Linked DNA regions of Capra hircus: region 2 is linked to region 1. A link is a contact called in public Hi-C data. All regions are on one chromosome and are shown on one strand. The core of a region is the stretch at or near the end of the contact, and the rest is flanking DNA. Distances in the headings are between cores, read along the strand shown. Region 1 overlaps CNGB1 (cyclic nucleotide-gated cation channel beta-1). Region 2 holds the start of USB1 (U6 snRNA phosphodiesterase).

Region 1 (6,567 bases), core at 1,029-3,528:
TTTTCAGGCAAGAATACTGGAGTGTGTTACCATTTCCTTCTCCAGGGCATCTTCCTGACCCAGGGTTCGAACCCGGGTCTCCTGCATTGCAGGCAGATTCTTTACCACTGAGCCATCAGGGAAGCCTGTATACATCAGAGAAGCATGTATACATATAATCCATACATACAATATATATTTTATAAATTAAAAAAAATTTCTTTTCAGAGCCTTTTCCATTATAGTTTACTACAATATATTTTATAGTTGTTTGTCATGCTTTGCTTCTGAAATTGGCTAAAACATTCACTGTGGTTCAGCTTTCTTGTCAGTGATGAGGTGTGCTCAGTAATTCTTGCAAAGTGACAGAATCTTACCCGTAAATTGTTTCCAAATGTAGTGAAGTTCTTACGGATTCTAAATGGAATCCTTAAGGAAATTTGACATGCTAATTATATGTTAATTGACTTTTTCTCCCCGTTTCCTTTTTATCTTTGTGCTAAGTTGCTTCAGTCGTGTTGGACTCCTTGTGAACCTATGGACTACAGCCCTCCAGGCTCCTCTGTCCGTGGGACTCTCCAGGCAAGAATACTGGAGTGGGTTGCCATACCCTCCTCCAGGGGATCTTCTTGACCCAGGGATCGAACCTGCATCTTTTGTGTCTTCTGCACTGGCAGGGGAATTTCTTTACCACTAACACCACCTGAGTTAGTAATTTTGTTTTTGTGCTTCCCAGGTGGCCCTACTATTAAAGCATCTGTCTGTATGCTTTTCACTTACATTTACAGTATTTTTGCCTGTAAAATCCCATGGACAGAGGAGCCTGGTGGGCTACAGTCCACAGGGTCCCAAAGAGTCAGGTACAACTGAGCACACATACACACATGCACATAATTTTGTTTTCAGAGCCTAGGCATCATTTTGGAAGGCTCTCAAAAGCTTGTGGACCACTGGCACAGTACCTCAGGGTCCCCCAAGGCCCTCAGCAAAGTGAAAGCGCCCCCCTTCACCTCCATTGGGTTCTGTCTGGTCTCAAAGAAGCCACACTTGAGGCCCACAGTCTCCTGAGCTGGGGTTGTTGGCAAGTCTGTGGACAATGCACTTAACCATAGTAGTTTCCAAGGCATGTTCACTTCCACTGCCTCATTCCATCCCAGTGACAGCCTTGTGACTTCAATATCACTGGCCCTTTTCACAGGGGCACATGTTAAATACCAGAGAGGGCTCTGACCTGCCCAGGGTTGCACAGACCCAGCACTTGAGCCCTAAGCTAATGTACAGTGGGCAGAGCATGGGACTGGGGTCCCGGGGTGTATCTCTGTCTCCAGTTACCAACCTTCATCATGTGCCAAGCTCTCCACTGTGCAGCATGGACACCATGGTGTACAGACATACTGCTCTCCCAGGATAGGTTCTGAAGTCACCGGGCCTGAGTGGGGCCTTGATTCCATCCCCCAAGCTGTGTGGCTGTGGGCAAGTCACTGCCCTCCTGAGTTGTCCTTTCTTTGTCTGTGAGATGGGTTTTAGTAGTGGGCACCTCTTGGGCTGCTGGGAGAAGTTAATGAAATCATCTTGGTAAAGCACTCTGTAAACAGTGCCTGGCACATAGTACATCCTCCACATACTTTAGTTCTTGCAAATGCTGTTCTTATAATGTAAGTGGAGAAGACAGATCATCAGCAAGCAGCTGCACTAAAGGGTGTGATACGTGCTATGGGACAGGGACTGATAACATAATAGCTGGGTGGGAGGATGTCAAGGGAAGGCTTCCTGGAGGAGGTGACATGAGTGCCGGGTTCTGAAGCATGAGTAGGGATTAGCCAGGAAAGCAGAGGGGGTTGTTCCCAGCAGAGGGAACGGCATGGGCAAAGGCCTGGAGGCAGAGAGCATACCCTCCCAATCTGGAGTGATTCCGAGTGGTAGAGGAATGGCACACCTGGGGGCCCAGCCGTGCAGTGTGGGCTCGGCACTGTGTGTGTGAAGGGCCTGGCCATGCCTCTGACCCTTGCAGGGTCTCATTTGCAGATGAGTCAGAGCTGATGGTGCAGCTTCCGGACAAGATGCGGCTGGACCTTGCCATCGACGTGAACTATTCCATCGTCAGCAAAGTGGCACTCTTCCAGGTATGGCCTGCCCAGCGCCCCACTCTCAGGACTCTGGAAGGCCTCGAGCCCACGCCTTCCTCTAAATGGCTCCTTCCCCTCCTCTCGGGGCCAGGGCTGTGACCGGCAGATGATCTTTGACATGCTGAAGAGGCTGCGCTCTGTCGTCTACCTGCCCAACGACTACGTGTGCAAGAAGGTGAGTGGCCGGGGCGGCTGCGGCAGCCCCCGCCCATCGGAGCTGGGCTGGAGGGGCCCCCTGGGAAGGTGGTGAGGTTTGCAGGTGCGGGCAGAGCGGAATTGCTGGGAGGAGAGGCGGGTGGCAAGCTGACCCCAGGGCTCCTGGCTTGCTTGGCAGGAGGAGCTCCGGGCACAAGCTCAGATGTGTCTCAGCCTGGCTCCTTCCTCATAGGACCATGGGGACCAGGATGAGGAACCCCACTTTACAGAAGAGGAAAGTGAGGAGCCAAAAGAGGGTCAGGGTCTTGACTGTGTACATGGAACTGCTTCCGGGGTCTTGGTCTTCCTGTCGGGAAAATGGGGCTGAACAGGGGAGGGATAGGTCAGAGGTTGCAAACTGATGGTCCTTGGCAAGGAGCCAGCCCACAGTGTCTCATGGGTTGTTTCCTCCCCACATACCCGGATTAATCTAAAAATAAAGTTTTGAATAGTCTCCAACCTGTAAAAAAATGGGAAGGTTTCAGGAATTCCCTGGTGGTTAGCATGTGGTATTTCCACTCCTGTGACCCAGGTTCAATCCTTGGTTAGGGAACTAGGCTCCTGTCAGCTGTGCAGTACAGCCAAAAAAAAAAAAAAAAAGGAAAGTTTTACATAAAAATCCAGATTTCCAGATTTCTGGCTGAAAACAGAAAATTGGCCAGCACTGAGCCCCACTTTGCCAAGCAGCAAGAGTCCTCTGGAGAGGAGAAGGGAATGGCTCTGAAGAGATGCCCCATGCCCCACCACTCCCGACTGCCCTCCTGGCTCCCTTCTCTCCTTTGTGTCACCTGCCTGATCCTGGGGAATATATGGATTTGAATCCCAGGGCTAGACAGTCTCTAAGGTCCCTTCTGCTCCCATTTTTTGGGATTTAAGGTGAGACTGAGGTCACTTGGTGACTGAGTGTTCAGGGTAGGGGAGCAGGAACCAGATTTCAGAGCTGTTAATAAGGCTTGGTGTGTGTACGGGGGTGGAAATATTGCTCAAGAACCCCCTGCAAGACTCAGGAGCCCCCAGCCCCAGAAGGGCCCTGACTCCAAGTTGTATGCTGCAGAACAGCATACACCTGGAAGCAAAGAGCTGAAAGAAGAGGGGCAAGGATGCTGTAAATGGCTGAGAATTCAAAGCTGCGGCCTTCGAGGCCAAGAGAGGTTTGGGAGCAATAGAGTGATTTGTCTTGACCCTGGAGCCACTTCCTAGCTGTGCAGCCTTGGGGCAGTAGCTTGCCCTCTCTGAATCTGACTCTTTTCATAGGTAAAGTAGGGATATTAATGGTATCTCCCTCGTGGGGTGGTTGTGAGAATTAAAATATATGAGCATATGGGGTTTGGCACCGTGGCTGGCAGAATTGGTGCCATTGCTGTAGCTGGTATCCTCGTGGGTAATGTAGACTTGACTTTGGATGCGAAAGAGTGAATCAGATTGTTGGGGAGTTTGCGGAGGAAGCTGAACACTTGGTGAACATGTGTGAATGGTGCCCTCTGCTGACAGGTTTTGTTCTGTGACAGTCTTGCTGAGACACACCCCCTAGGCCACCCCTGGGCTGCTTAGTGACATGAGGGTGAATGCTTTAGACACCTCACATTTCAGCCCCTTGTCAAATTGGACTCTGAAACAGGGGAAGGAGACTTTATTCTTTTTTTGTTAAGAAGGCCATGCATGTGTGAGATGCCCAAGAGACATTTGTCAAATGAATCAAAAGCAAAAGCCACTTACCTGTCCTTGGTTTCTGTCTCTCCTTAAACACGCCAGGTATGACCAATAGCTGCCCAGGGTGATGGCCTCTGAGGGCATGGGGATTAGAAGGTGCTTGGCAGACTGGATATTTCTGATTGTAGTCTGAAGCAAGTCATTCATTCATTCCTTTGGTTTAATTTGGGACTAGACTAAATTGTATCAGTCTGCTAGGGCTGCCATAACAAAGTACCACAAACACAATGGCTTTAACGACAGAAACGCATTGACTCACAATTCTGGAGGCCAGAAGTCCAAGGTCCAAGTGGCAGTGGGGTAGGTGCCTTCTGAGAACAGTGAGCGAAGGATCTCCTGACTGTCTCTTCCCTGTGTCTCTTCGCACCACCTTCCCTGTGTGCCTGACTTCGTACCCAAAGGCCCCTTCATAAGGACAACAGTCCTGTTGGGTTAGGGGCTCCCCCAACTCCAGCACGACCTCATCTTCACTTAATTCTTTACATCTCTGATGATCCTTTTTCCAAATAAGATCATATTCTGAGGAGCTGGGTGCTAGGACTGCAACATATGAATTTGTGGGGGCACTCGGTTCAACAACAGCCATGAGCTCTGGAACCAGACTGCCTGGGTTCAAATCCCGGCTCTGCCTTGCTGAACTTTGGGACCTTGGGCAGAGTTCCGACCTCAAGGGCTGTTGAGGACTAAGTGGTCTCAGCCACATAAAGCACTTCGAGCAGCACCTGGCACAGAGAAGTGACAGGTAAATGCTGGCCATTCTCATTCATGCTGTCATTCCCATGTCGGTTAGCAAATGCCTCCCGAGCACCCAGTAGGATGCGGGGGAGTCACGGGTATCAGCCGATTGTGTGACTAGTGTGGGCTTTTCCATGCCTCGGGGCCCTCCATGGTATGCATGATTGGGAATCTGCCAAATACTCCTACACCTAGGCCTCCTTATCTAGCACTTTCCATCATACCACTAGGTGCCTACCATAATCCTGCCAATTAGGCAGGCTGGCAGGGTGGGGGTGGTCACTCTCCCCAATCCACAGATGGAGAGACTGAGGCCCCCAAGGGGAACCACACGCCAAGTCAGCGGAAGGGCTGGTCCACCAAGCTGTGCCACCAGCGTCTGGGCCCAGCCCTGCTGCTTCTGTGGTCGCCTTTGGTGATGACGGGGGGACCGCCCCTTCTCTGTTTCAGGGGGAGATAGGCCGGGAAATGTACATCATCCAGGCGGGGCAGGTGCAGGTCTTGGGCGGTCCGGATGGGAAATCGGTGCTGGTGACACTGAAGGCTGGATCTGTGTTCGGAGAAATAAGGTCAGAATGGGGTGAGACGAGGGTCCGGGGCAAAGGCTGGGGAAGGGGGTGTGACCAGTCGGGGGGACCACGTCCCCAGGGGCCCTTTGGTGGGTCTGAGGAAATCACGGTGCTGGCTGCACTGGCACTTGCCGGCGTGTGAGAGAGGTGGGCTCATACCCACCAGGGTATAGAGATCGACGGGAGGCCAGAGAAGAAACCAGGCAAGCCTTTACTGGGGCCCTGGCCGCACACGAGGGAGAAATAACAAGCAAAAGTTTCCCTTGCTCACTTGCTCCCTAAGGTGGAGTCGGGGGGTGAGCTGGTTTCTTATATGGGCTCAAGGTAGAGGTGTGTTCAGGGGTTGGGCTAGGGTATCAAGGAAGAGACGTTTGTCCTGATGCAAGCATTGCAGCCCTGCAGTAAAGGGCCCCAGGTCCCAGCCTGTCTCAGGCCCAGCTCTCGCCCACCTGAGGCCATCATGGTGCTCCAGACAGGGGTGAAAATGAAGATGCTGGTGTGATCAAAACCACATGAAGGGCCTCACCTCCCTCTCGTCTCTGCCCCAGCTTGCTGGCTGTTGGGGGCGGGAACCGGCGCACAGCTAACGTGGTGGCCCATGGGTTTACCAACCTCTTCATTCTGGATAAGAAGGACCTGAATGAAATTCTGGTGCATTATCCCGAGTCTCAGAAGTTGCTCCGCAAGAAGGCCAGGTACATTTTTTTTAATTAAAAAAAATCCATATAGATTTTAATATGCATTTTTCTTAAGGACTCAGACTTTCTTTTGCATAACCATGGTACCTTTCTCAAAATTAGGAAATTGGAGATTGAAACAATACTGTTATCTCATCTCTAATCCATAGTCTAATTTTGCTAATTGTTCCAAGAGGGTCTTTTATAGCTTTCCTTTTCTTCTTTTCAATTCCTGGATCCCCTTTGCAGGATGTTGCCATGTTCATGTCCTCTGGTCCCAGATCTTTATTGGTCTTAAGAGGACAGGCCAGTTATTTTGCAGAATGCTGCTGCTGCTGCTAAGTCGCTTCAGTCGTGTCCAACTCTGTGTGACCCCATAGACGGCAGCCCACCAGGCTCCCCCGTCCCTGGGATTCTCCAGGCAAGAGTACTGGAGTGGGGTGCCATTGCCTTCTCCAATCATGAAAGTGAAAAGTGAAAGTGAAGTCGCTCAGTCGTGTCCAACTGTTAGCGACCCCATGGACTGCAGCCTACCAGGCTCCTCCATCCATGGGATTTTCCATGGATGTACTGGAG
Region 2 (5,749 bases), core at 2,540-5,039, 80 kb before region 1:
AAGAGGCCACCTTGATCTCTCCCTCAGGGCACATACCCCACTTTCAAGACCACTACTCTAGAGACAAAGACTGTCAAACATGATGCTTATTTCCACAGCTTTTCTCAGTGCTGTGACAATGTATATATTTTATTTGTTAGAAAAGATAAGGGCATGCAGTTCTTCCCCGAGCTTTCTCCATGTAACACTACATGTTGGACAGTCTTCCTCTCATTACAGAAGGCAAGCTCATGATTATGGCTCCACAGTAACCCATCCTTAGACTAGAAACAGTGCATTTCTTTAATCAGACATTTATTAGACATCTAGAATCTCCTGACAGACATGTAGAATATTCCTAATTGTTTAGAAAGACAAAAAACACAAGAAAGACACCACTGTATGTTCACAGATCTTTTTATATGACTAGAGCTCCATGGTTAACAATCTGCTCACACCTGATGAGTTACTCAATTTGCCCAAATGCCCCGTGGAATGGAAGTGCCACAACTGAGCAACTTTCACTTCAAGACTTCCCTAGTGGCTCAGATGGTAAAGCGTCTGCCTATAATGCAGGACACCTGGGTTTGATCCCTGGGTCGGGAAGATCCTCTGCAGAAGGAAATGGCAACCCACTCCAGTACTCTTGCTTGGAAAATCCCATGGACAGAGGAGCCTGGTAGGCTACAGTCCACAGGGTCACAAAGAGTCGGACACGACTGAGTGACTTCACTTCACTTCCAGTGGAATAGGGAATATAGAGAATCATTCCCAATCTGTGGATGGGGAAATGGAGGTTCTAAGAATTTACCTGATCTAACACAAAGTAGTAAGAGCCTCCATGTACTCTATGTATTGTGCTAAGAACTTGACATTGATGATCTCATTTAATTGTCACAGAAGTCCTCGAGGTGTTTTACTGTCCCCATATAGGTATTACTACTGTCCCCATTTTAGAGAGAAGGAAAGTGGGGCGCTGAGAAGTCTAGCAACTTAACTAAGGAGCACCCAGAGTAGCAGGTAGTGGAGTGAGGTCAGACTCTGAAGCCTGGGCTTTTTCTGCCTGCCACTCACTCATCAGGGCTAGGGTGGGGACTTGAAGCCAGCACACCTACAGCCCTCTTAGAAACAAAGTACTAGCAACAGTTACACTCTGCGATGGCCTTGACACTCTGCCCTAGACCCTCCTGCGGCCACATCCCCACGAGCAGAGAGAACAGTATTCACCGGGTTAATAAAAAATATATATATATATATTTCAGGCAATGAATTCAAAACTAAAATCAAGTGTAACAGAAAAATTCCCTAGTTCTTGAAGTCGCCCTCTCTCTGTTGAGTTGATCTCCTTCTCACTACCAGTGTCAGAAGCTGAGGTTTCTGGCTTCCTCCTGGTTGGGGCCAGCTTCCTCCCATAAGAGGCACCTTGTCAGTGTCAGCCACGTGCCTCTCAGGCATCACTTACAAGGCACGTAGACGTGGGAGGCCCAGTTGCCACGCTCATGGGGAAAGGTGCGCACCCGGCCCCCATGTTGTGCACTGTCATCCACAGGCCCCTCCTCAGTGCCGGCAAACATGCGCAGCACACTGTCGGGTACTGGCAACCTCTGGCCGGGAAGCGGGCTCTGGCCCCTGCAAGAGGAGAAGAAAATAAGCCCAGTTAGCTCCCTACATTCTCTGTCTGTACACATGAGGAAAGTTGTAACCCCCTGTACAGGGCGACTCTGCATGTCTATTTCTCACCAAGTGCCATTAGATAGCCACAAAGCTCTTTCCCCAACACTCTTTCATTGATGTCTCCCAACAAAGTTATGGTTTTTCCAGTAGTCATGTACAGATGTGAGAGTTGGACGTTAAAGAAGGCTGAGTGCTGAAGAATTGATACTTCTAAAGTGTGGTACTGGAGAAGACTCTTGAAAGTCTCCTGGACTGCAAGGAGATCAAACCAGCCAATCCTAAAGGAAATCAACCCTGAATATTCATTGGAAGGACTAATGCTGAAGCTAAAGTTCCAATACTATGGCGACTTGATGTGAAGAGCTGACTCATTGAAAAAGACCCTGATGCTGGGAAAGACTGAGGGTGGAAGGAGAAGGGGATGACAGAGGATGAGTTGGTTGGATGGCATCATCGACTCAATGGACATGAGTTTGAGCGAGCTTGGGGAGATGGTGAAGAACAGGGAAGCCTGGGGTGCTGCAGTCCATGGGGTTGCAAAGCATCAGACACGACTGAGTAAATAACTCCTGGAAGCAGACTTTCTAGGAACCTGGTCCCCGTGGGAAACAAAGGAGCAGGTGGTGATATGTGGAGGGATTGGGGGCAGGAGGAGAAAGGGACGACAGAGGATGAGATGGCTGGATGGCATCACTGACTCATTGGACATGAGTTTGGGTAAACTCCGGAAGTTGGTGATGGATAGGGAGGCCCGGTGTGCTGAGATTCATGGGGTTGCAGAGTTGGACACGACTGAGCAAGTGAACTGAACTGAACTGGACAGGCCTGAGCCAGAGTGACACTTCCTAGCTCTGTGGTCTTAGGCAGGTAATATGCTCTCTGTGGACCTCCCGTTTCCTCATCCATAAAGTGAGATGAACGAAAGTGCTGCTGGAAAAGCACTCAGCAGGTACCAGGCCTGGCAATTAAGAACCGAAGCTCCTCCACAAAGTAGGAGACTTCCTACTTTGCTCACTGCTGAGTCCCCAGTTCCCAGCCTGGCACAGAGAGAGTACTCCATGAATATTTATCAGATTAAAGAAAACACTTTCCAAGTGAGGAAACAGACCTGGGGTGGTACAGTGGTGCGTGCCAGGAGACAGAGTGGGCAGGCGCCCGAGGCTGGACCCAAACCCACCCCGTTTCCTGCCTCCTAACCTTGACCCAGCCAGGTGGGGGCACACCGAGGCTCTGTCTGGTCCTCCTTCCCCATATCCCCCCCCCCCCCCACCCCGTGTCCCTTTTCCTTCCCTCGCGAGCAGCTCCGGACCCTCTCCAATCACCCTTCCCCAGAAAGACTTCCTCGCTCCTCACCGACTGCGGCCTTCAGCCCCCGGCCGAACCCGGTCCCCGGCCTCGGCCTCATCTTCGGAGCCGCTGCTGCTGTAGCCCACGAGGGGCGCCGCACTCATGAGGAACCCCGTCACCCACCTTCACGACCGCACAGAGGGTCGGCAAGCAACCTCACCCCACCCGGAATTCCTCTGCGCCGGAAGTGCTCTCCCGGGGGCGGGGCACAAATTAGCACCGCCTCGGGGCGGGGGGCGGGGGCGGGGCCCGGCAGGACCGGAGCAAAGATTGTACCCACCCAGGCCACGCTGCGTGCCCGCTCGCCTCGCTTTGACCGCTGGGAGCCTCCTGGCACGGCCATCCTCCGTGTGCCCATTTCAGAGATCGCTCTGAGTCCTGACCTCTCTCTGTCCGCTGCTCAGTCTGCAGCAACTCGGGACCTCCCGGCAGCCGATGGTCCCTGGGTCAGAGGTCAGAGCCCTAGAGCCAGCGGAGATCCTTGCCCTAGTCGTCCGGACAGGAATTAGAGGTCCCGGGGCCCCTTCCCCAAGCCCCGCCCAAAGTCCGAGCTCCGGGGGGCCCCCTTCCCTAAGAGCGAGCTGAACAGTCAGAGGCGGGTCCGTTCCAGAAGATCAGAGGGTCTAGGAGGGCTCTCCTCTCAGGCTCAGGGGTCGGGCCGTGGGCTGGGCCCTGGGAACTCGCTCCCCGAAGGCCGAGTAGAGTGGTCGGAAGCAGAGCGCCCTTCCTGGGTCAGCTGAGACGTGCCGGCCGAGCGACCGAAGAGCCACCCAGAGCGTCCGGCTGTCCGACCCGGCCCGGCCGCGGGGTCCCCGGCAGGGGGCGGCCTCGCTGCGTGCCGCCCGCTCCTCCCGCAGCCGCCGCCGCCCGGGCTGCCGCTCCTCCCCCGGCCCCGCCTCCCTGGCCCCCGCGCCGCCCGCCTGTCCGCCGGTCTCTGCAAGGCCATCGTTCCGTCCGCCCGCCCTCCCGGCGCTCCTCCGCCCCGGCCCCGCTATCCCGGCCGCGCACGTCGCTTCCTCGATTCCGGCCGCCGCTAGCCCGTTCCCCGCCCCCGGGCCGGCAGCCGCCGCTACGCGAGGCCGGGGATTGGCAGCGCGCGTAGGCCGCGCTGCCGCGGATGGAGTCGGAATAAAGGGGCGGCTGAGAGAGCAGCCAGTCGCCACTCGCCCCGCGCCTGACCCGCGGGCGGCCCGGAGCAGGTGAGCGGCGGGGCGCCCGGGGCCGCGTCTGGGGGCCACTCCCGCGCCCGCCGCACCCCTTCCCCAGCTGGCCCGGCAGTACCCCCCCCAACCCCACCTCCGGCCCGACCCGGCGGCCTCCTGAGCTCTTGGGCGGCCCAGGCCGACCTCGACACGCAGCTACCTCCCGGGCCCGGCCTGCAGCCCTGGGCCCTTTTTCGGGCCCACTCGCCCGCAGGTCCGGCGCCGGGGCCGCAGCGTCCTGGCCATTTCTCGGCAAGGGCTGACAGGAGGCAGCCCAGCTGGGCCGGCGGGCAGTGCCGGCGGGGAGGTGATCGGCTTTCATTCGGTTGGTTTCCCAAGGAAGAGGAAGGGCTGGGGTGGGGCGCAGGTGGGGGCCTCCCCGTGCCTCCCTAACCCTAGTCTCTCATCCTCTTTGCTGAGTGATCAGAGAGGCCTCCTGACCGCACCTTCCTGGAGTGGGGGGGCCGGAATGGGCAGCGGACCTGGGGGCCCGGGGCTGGGGACCCTGGGTCTGGGAGCCATTCATGCCAGGAGAAAACAAAAAAAAAAAACAACAAAAAACAGTTGGGTTGGCGCAGTCTGACCTAGACCAGGCTCAGCGTAGTCCTGCTTCCCTCTTTCCTGGGGAGGCTTCGGTACCTGCTGGCTCATGCAACCTGCTGCCTCCACTCGGAGCAGCAGCTTCTTCACTTCTTCCCTTCCCGGAAAGATGCTGAGGCTGACAGTTTTTAGCCTGACTCTTACGTTTCTTTGGCAGAACAGTTAGAGGCCAGGCTGGCTTGTGTAGGCATCCCCTTCCTACTCTTTTCATCCGGAGAAAACTTAGAAACTTTTCAATGTTAGAAGCAGAGGAGCTGGGAACCTGAAAGCGGGTTGCATCTGATTCTGAAAGTTCCTCCCTCTCGCTGTCATTACCTTATGCTGCCACAAAGTGGTGAGTTAGAGATTTGCCTGGGCTGGGTGGTCTTTACTTTCCATGGATTATCCAGTGTTACAGACTTGGAGCAAGGGAACAGGGTTGTCTCCGGAAAGGTGACAGGGATGGTTAGCATGCTACATCCCACATTGCAGAGGCAAACTCAAAATTGCTTACATTTCCTGCAAGCCTTGACACTATCATATTAAGAGGATTTAAGGCTTTTTTTTTTTTTTTTGGTGCTCTGGGAGATGACTAGCCTGGGGAACTTCTGCCAAGTAGCCATCAAGGCTGTGTGGGTCTGTGGGTCTCATCCTCATCAGGCATTGGCTCAGGTCCCTGCGAAACCATCCCCCTTATTGTGTGAAGAGAGAATAGGCACAGTCAGGGGGGAGGACCTGGGGACAATTGAGAGAGGTATGGGCCAGCCCCTCACAGGAGAAGTTTTCTGAGATGGGCCTCCATTCCATGCAGGTGTTTTAAATATTGATTGACTGAGGGGCCTTCAGATCTGGGAGGTCTGGCCCTTTAGATCTACAGTCTGTTCTTATGAGCAGTTGTGTCCTAGGTCGAAATTCAGGGCAGCGACCAGAGAGGAGCTGGCAGGTCTACAGGGAGGCCTCAACCCTGT

The links. Hi-C and Micro-C count contacts between places; a contact is called where the count stands out from the background.
Region 2: a Hi-C map of blood shows a contact between it and region 1, with 2.5 times the contacts expected there. The contact joins the promoter of USB1 here to the enhancer-like site in region 1. A contact is called at or near these places in 2 of 5 Hi-C or Micro-C datasets (both in blood).

What each region holds. Positions count from the first base shown.
Region 1 is chr18:27,169,487-27,176,053 of ARS1.2, reverse strand. It overlaps CNGB1 (cyclic nucleotide-gated cation channel beta-1), which reads left to right. Exons shown (of 32, transcript XM_018063155.1): 27 at 2,005-2,102; 28 at 2,197-2,280; 29 at 5,196-5,314; 30 at 5,863-6,009. Among named protein-coding and RNA genes, the nearest start is that of CNGB1, 53 kb to the left of the region's middle. Within about 2 kb of position 2,278, at least 1 of the 5 cell types and tissues checked has an H3K27ac peak or open chromatin away from gene starts, as enhancers often do.
Region 2 is chr18:27,252,003-27,257,751 of ARS1.2, reverse strand. It overlaps USB1 (U6 snRNA phosphodiesterase), which reads right to left and starts at 3,789. Exons shown (of 8, transcript XM_018062062.1): 1 at 3,281-3,789; 2 at 1,442-1,608. The coding sequence starts at 1,553. It overlaps ZNF319 (zinc finger protein 319), which reads left to right and starts at 3,924. Exons shown (of 3, transcript XM_018062058.1): 1 at 3,924-4,199.